Regions from separate parts of the Triticum aestivum genome. Here region 2 is linked to region 1. Evidence: chromatin contacts called from public Hi-C data. All regions are on one chromosome and are shown on one strand. The core of a region is the stretch at or near the end of the contact, and the rest is flanking DNA. Distances in the headings are between cores, read along the strand shown.

Region 1 (3,357 bases), core at 416-2,915:
CATTTTGCAAACTAGTGAACATTTTTTAAATCAGTGAACATTTTTAAAACTCATGAATCTTTTTTGAAATTCAGTTTTTTATCCCAAACATTTTTTAAAGAGTAAAAAAAGAAAAAACTAAAATGATAAACAAAAAAGAAAACAGGGAGCCCCACCAAGCAGTGGGCCCGCCCAAAGAGGGCATGCGATTGCTCGCTATCTGCCAACTCACCCGGGGGAAAGGACCTGCCGGCCGGGTGCTCCTTATTGGGCTGGCCCATGAGAGGGCCCTTGTATTTTTAGGTCGTTTTCTCTTTTTCTTTGATTCCCATTTCAGTTTTTGTTCTTTAAAATAATTCGGGATTTCGACCAATATCCAAATTTAAAAAAATATAAAAAGTTCGTGGATTTTTTTTTCATTTTTTGAAGAAAAATCACGTATTGAAAAATGTTCACAAAAATAGAAGATGGTTATGAATTTCAATAAAACTTGATCGATTCAAAAAATGTTAAATGATTCACGTTTAATCATTTCAAAAAAATGTTCATGAGTTTTAAAAACTGTTCATCAATGCAAAAATGTTCACTAATTCAAAAACTGTTCATCATTTCCAAAATGTTCGCCGATTCAAAAAATGTTCATATATTCAAAAATTGTTTGCTGATTGAAAAACTGCTCACCAATTCAAAAAATACTCGCTGATTCAAAAAAAAATCACATGTTTCAAAAAAAGTTCACAATTTCCAAAAAGCAGTGTTCAAAAAATAAAAAATGTTAGTGATTTCAAAAATGTTTGCACATTTGAAATATGTTCACGGTTTCATAAAATGTGTTCACAATTATAAAAATGATCACGACCTAAAAAAAGTTTATAAATTTGGAAAAAATGTTTGCAAAAATGGAAAATGGAAAATGAAAATAAATAAAAGACAAACTTAGAAAAAAGAAAAGGAGAAACAAAAATGAAAAAAATTAAAACATAAAAGAAAAAGCAAAAATCCAGAAATATAAAAGAAACAAGAATCATAAGAAAAGACAAAGAAAAAAGGGAAACTCTTTCCTTCACCCGACGGATCGCACGCAAGCCATCCGCTGCCTCCTCTATGTGACACGTGTACATGTATCCTTCGCACCTGTCTTTTCGCAACATCATGTGTGTTGCAAAACTGTCTTCCGCAACAACACCTATGTTGTGAAAAAATGAAGACAAAAAAGCGAAAAAATGAAGACGAAAAAATAACAAATATTTCTGCAACATTGTCTATGTTGCGATTTGGTTTCCGCCGCAACAATACCCATGTTGCAAAAACAGTGATGAAAAAAAATCTGCAACATCAACTATGTCGGAAAAAAATTCTGCAACATAACCTTTGTTGCAAAGTATTTCTGCAACAATGCCCTTGTTGCAATAATGAGAACAGTGTTAGATGCTGGATACCTGTACAAATAACAGTTGCCGAGGCGGCGAATCTTTTAGAAAAATCCGCCGGCCGACGCGTAGCGTGGCCAAAGAAAAAAACAGAAAAAAATCCGGTTCAGTGAAGGTCCTAGACAGCGGCCTACAGGCCAAATAGGAACGGCCCTGCCGCATGGCCTACCTTAGAATATGTTTTTTTTTAAGGGAAGCCTACCTTAGAATGGTGAACGCTGACCCGAAAACTCTCTATTGGGCCTAGATATGGGCCGAAACCGGCGTCGAGACTCGAGAGCAGTTCGCCCGTTAGCACGGAACTATCCACCGCTGCGCAGAAGCAAAAGCCCCAATCCCCTCCGCCTCCGCCGCCGTTCTTCTCCGTCCGCCTGCGCTCCAGCCGTGCCCTTCTCGTCGTCACCCACCGGCCTCGAGCTCCCCAGCCACCGGCAACCGGAGGCGGCGCCATGTCTCAGAACAACCCCTCCCAGCTCCTCCCCTCAGGTGCGCAGGACAACATCGCTTTTTCTCGCAAAGCTTCTTTCGATTCCCCTAGCTGGCTAGCTCCGTCGCCTAATCTGCTGGGTTCGAGCTCCTGACTCACGGCTTTTGCCTCTTTTCTGTGCGCGTGTCTCCACGCGCGCGCGCGTGCTTGTGCGAACTGGTGCGACGGGCAGAGCTGATCGACCGGTGCATCGGATCTAAGATTTGGGTGATCATGAAGGGAGACAAGGAGCTCGTCGGCACCCTCTGCGGGTTCGACGTCTACGTCAACATGGTCCTCGAGGACGTCACTGAATAGTAAGTGCAGCCCACCCAAACCCTAAACCCTAGTTTCTTTAGATCGATGCGCATCAGGTTTTACCTGGAATCTTGGGTGAAGTCTGTCTTATTTTGAGTGAGTTATCAGCATATTTTAATTATGCTGATGAGCTCACCTAGTTATGACTTGAATTTTGTACTTACACATATGTTGTAACAGCGTCACATATCTGACCGTAGCGAAAATATGTTAACAATTCGCACCAGATTAGCATGACCGCAGGAGTTCACGCCAATTAACGAACTGAGCATCTTCTATCAGTCTATCTGATGGGTCCTGGGCTCGTTGGACTTTGTGTGTTTCGTCTTGTCTTATACGGAGTAGATTAGAAACTCTCACTATCAGTGATACTTGATGCGTACAACACAAGGTTGCTGTAGTAGATATAAAACGAGCATTCGTGCAGCTGGTGCATATGTATCTCACATTGACACTTGCTTGACTTCCAAAGATCACAACACAGCTATCTGTTTTCTGATTTAACATTGTGTATCATGATTGCTGATAGAATGAAAATGGATATAGACAAGTGTACTAGAAGGCTGGGAGGGAGTTGTCTACTTAGAATGGAAACTGATATTCCTTTTCAGAGATGCTGGAAGTACTTTTCCACGGATGTTGTGCTAATTCTACCGTTCATGTCATACTAGTCCACGGATGATGCAGTGAATTTTTAACTTCCATTGATTTCACATTAGTTCATCAAAGATGCTGAGATGGTGGTGCATAATGTCATGTATTGCAAATTCGTGTTGCAGCTGCAGAAGTAAATAAAATAGCATGACTGTTAGTATTTTATGAAGCTCAGAAGGAAATCGTATATAGACCCAGTTTCGTGTGCGCCTGATGGCCAGGCAAACATTGAATGCTTGACGCATAATTGAGTATGTTTAGCGAAATGCTGGATATTGATGGATCTTTCCTTTGCTTAGGCGACGCCGAGTAGTTGCAAAAAAATTCTAGGTAGTCAATCTGGAAGCTCATTACTTCAAAATGATGTTTACGAGTAGTCCTTTGTTGGCTTCATACATACTTTTTGTCTGATCTTTTTTTGAGGACTTGCTTCTGAAATTCTAGTCTAATATCCTTGGTTCAATTTTCCTTTGCATGTTTTGCAGTGAGTATACTGCCGAGGGCCGGCGC
Region 2 (3,032 bases), core at 263-2,762, 810 kb before region 1:
GCTGAACCAACTCCACGGCGTTATCGACCGAGCCAACGGCGCGATCGACCTATCCACGAAGGATTTTTCCTACAAGCAAATCGAAGAACATGCAAGAAAATAATAGCCAAGCAATCTCAAAAATTGCAAATATGCTAGATGAGATTAATCTCACAAGATGGAGTTCTGATAGAATGTCTTGACGGTCGCACTAGCCGCTACGAGCGTAGACAAATAAGTAGCAACATAGCTAAACTTCTGTAAACAAAACCCGAGTCTAAACCCTAATCTATACTAAGTATTTATTATACGCGGCCGCCGCCTAACTGTGGCGCTGCGCGTCGACGTGTCCAGCATGGACTGCTATGCGTCGAAGGAAAAGTTCACTAGGAGCCGGCCCATATGTTTGACCGGATATTAGGCCTTCTGGGACTAATTCCTTCTTTAATCAATGAGATGGGCTGGTGTGCACGTAGCTTCTATGGTCCATTAAGTCTAATCCTTCTTCTCTTCTTTTGTATTTTAAAAGACTTGTGCATGTAGCATGCAACATGGATGGCCCTCATCTCTCCAAGCACCTTTGCTCCTTTCTGATGCGTGTGTGTGCACTTGCATGGGCCATGCAATCTTCAACATCTTCATATTTATGTTGTAGATGCCTTCAAAAACTCTGCACAAGAAATAAAATGGTGTAGTATTTTTGTCCCTGATAATAAAATATAATAACATATAATGATCAATAGAAATTACCTGAAAATTGTGTCGTGTAATATTTGTAGACGTGTCTATGCCCACATCATATACTAAGCATTTAGGATTGCAGGTAAGGTATCAACAGTTGTAGCAACAATGACAGGCTATGCATCAGAATAGGATTAACGGAGAGCAATAACATGCTACACTACTCTAATGCAAGCAGCATAGAGGAGAGTAGGCGATATCTAGTGATCAAGGGGGGGGGGGGGGCTTGCCTGGTTGCTCTACCTAGAAAGAAGGGTCGTCGGTGACGTAGTCGTACTCGGTGGCATCAGGGCCGGGCTCGGGGTCTACCGAAGAAGAAGAGAGGGAAGAAACAGTAAATATGGAGCAAACAAAGCATCACACAAAATATAACAAGGCAATACGCGGTGACAGGGGTAATCTAACGCGGGGATAGGTGATACCGGCGAAGGGGGAAAACATCCAGGAAAGTATTCCCGGTGTTTTGTGTTTTCGAACAGATGAATCGGAGGGGGAAAGTTGCATGTTCGCTATGCTAGGGATGTGTGGAGGACGAACAGGCTGCGTATCCGGATTTGTCTCGTCGTTCTGAGCAACTTTCATGTATAAAGTATTTTCATCCAAGTTACAGTTCATTTTATATTATTTTTTTAAGTTTTAATAGTATTTTGGAATTCTTTTAATTCGAAAATAAAACGGAAATTAGTTTTGTCACCTAGTGCTATTCTAGCCATAGTGTATGACAGGTGGGGGTCACCCTGACTGGTCAACAGGGTCAAAGCGGGGCCCATATGCCATTGACTTGGCATTTTTAGAGTTAAATAAATAGTTGATTAACTGGAGGGGCCCACATGTTTTATCTTTTTTTAGTCGACCCACACACGTTTTATCAAAAAAAAATTTGAGAAGACACGTTCTATCAATTAAGCTAACAAGAGGGGGTTTAGGCCTAACTTAATTAGGCCTCCCTAATTAACTTGGGCCAGAGCCCATGTGGTAGCGAACGGCGGCCTCACGCTGGCTCGAACGCGCGTGCGTACAGGGCGCCGCCGGCTGAAGCCAGTCGTGCCAGCAGCCTACAGCAGTGCAGCACCAGCGGGAGTGCACGCACGCACGCGCGGGCTGGGCGCGCGGTGTGAGCGCAGCCTCGGCGCGGTGGGACGCGGTCAGGAGCAGGTGGCGCGCGGGGAAGTACGGCGGGGCGAGCGACGCACGGAGCGGCAGAGGCAGGCGCAGGCCGGGCACAGCGGGGATAGGCAGATGCCGCGCGAGGTGATGTAAGCGGGCGCGGCTGAAGTGGCAGCAAGCAGCAAGGCAGAACAGTGACAGCATCAGAAGCAACGCAAGAGCAGCAGGAGCGCGTACGCGGACATTGAGTTGCGGCCATGGCGACCGAAGCACGGGGACGACGATACGACGACAAATCAAGGGGGGTAGTAGGGGGGAATGGAGGAGGAGCTCACCGGGAAGTTTTAGGAGAGCTCAAGATGGTCGGGGAGGCCCGGTGGTGGAGATCAATGGCGGGGACGCGCGGCGACCGTGGCGGGAAGAAGAAGCGATGGCGAGGTTACGCGATTCCCTAGCTTGGGTTGGCCCCCGGGACGGACGAATGAGAGGGTGGCGGTCCTCCTGGACGTGTTCCCGTGCGTCGGGAAGCACGGTTGCTGTGGTGACGACGACGACCGTGACGAGCGGCGGACGGGCGGTGACCACTTGGACGAGAGCGAGCGAGGGAGGGGAAAGTGAGGGTTAGGGTTTCGTCAGGGGGTCGCGGGGTCTTCCTATCCAACTCCAAGGTAGTTACAGATGATCGACACGGCCACAATCGGCGGCGTGGACGGCGTGCGTGCGTGCACAGCACCATGGCCTCCTCTGCAGCACTGTACAGAGGTGGGAGGAAAAGCCTTTGTGGGCTGGGCCAAAACACTATAGCTACATAGAGCCCACCCGCACAGGAGCTTGTTGGTTTTTTTTGTTTTTTTTCTTTTACTTATTTTCTTATTCTGTTTTCTTTTAGTCTCTAATTTATTTTATATTCTAAAAAGATAAAAGTAGTTCCTAATTTAGTATAACTATATATACTACTGCCATATTAACTATGGCACCCAAATAAAATAGTTTAGCATTTTACTAAATATAAAAGGCATTTATTTAATTGTTTAAGATGTCATTTTATTTATTTTAGTGTATTTAAATAATTTATAAAAATGTGGTTTTACAATCATAATCATCTAGAATTTATTTTCTACATTTCGAACACTTTAGATTTAACATTTGAAAACTTTTATTGTCTGACTTGATTTTGAATTTGAATTCGGAACGAGATTTGAATC

The links. A called contact is a pair of places that touch in the nucleus more often than the background predicts.
Region 2: a contact with region 1 is called in a Hi-C map of leaf, with 4 times the contacts expected there. The contact joins the enhancer-like site here to the promoter of LOC123054276 in region 1. A contact is called at or near these places in 2 of 5 Hi-C or Micro-C datasets (both in leaf).

Annotation. Positions count from the first base shown.
Region 1 is chr1A:432,465,971-432,469,327 of IWGSC CS RefSeq v2.1, reverse strand. It overlaps LOC123054276 (sm-like protein LSM5), which reads left to right and starts at 1,665. Exons shown (of 4, transcript XM_044478009.1): 1 at 1,665-1,895; 2 at 2,069-2,192; 3 at 3,333-3,357. The coding sequence starts at 1,859.
Region 2 is chr1A:433,275,906-433,278,937 of IWGSC CS RefSeq v2.1, reverse strand. No RefSeq gene overlaps it. Among protein-coding and RNA genes, the nearest start is that of LOC123054304, 9.2 kb to the right of the region's middle. Within about 2 kb of position 1,512, at least 6 of the 8 cell types and tissues checked have an H3K27ac peak or open chromatin away from gene starts, as enhancers often do. A contact at or near this core is called in leaf, where this site is marked.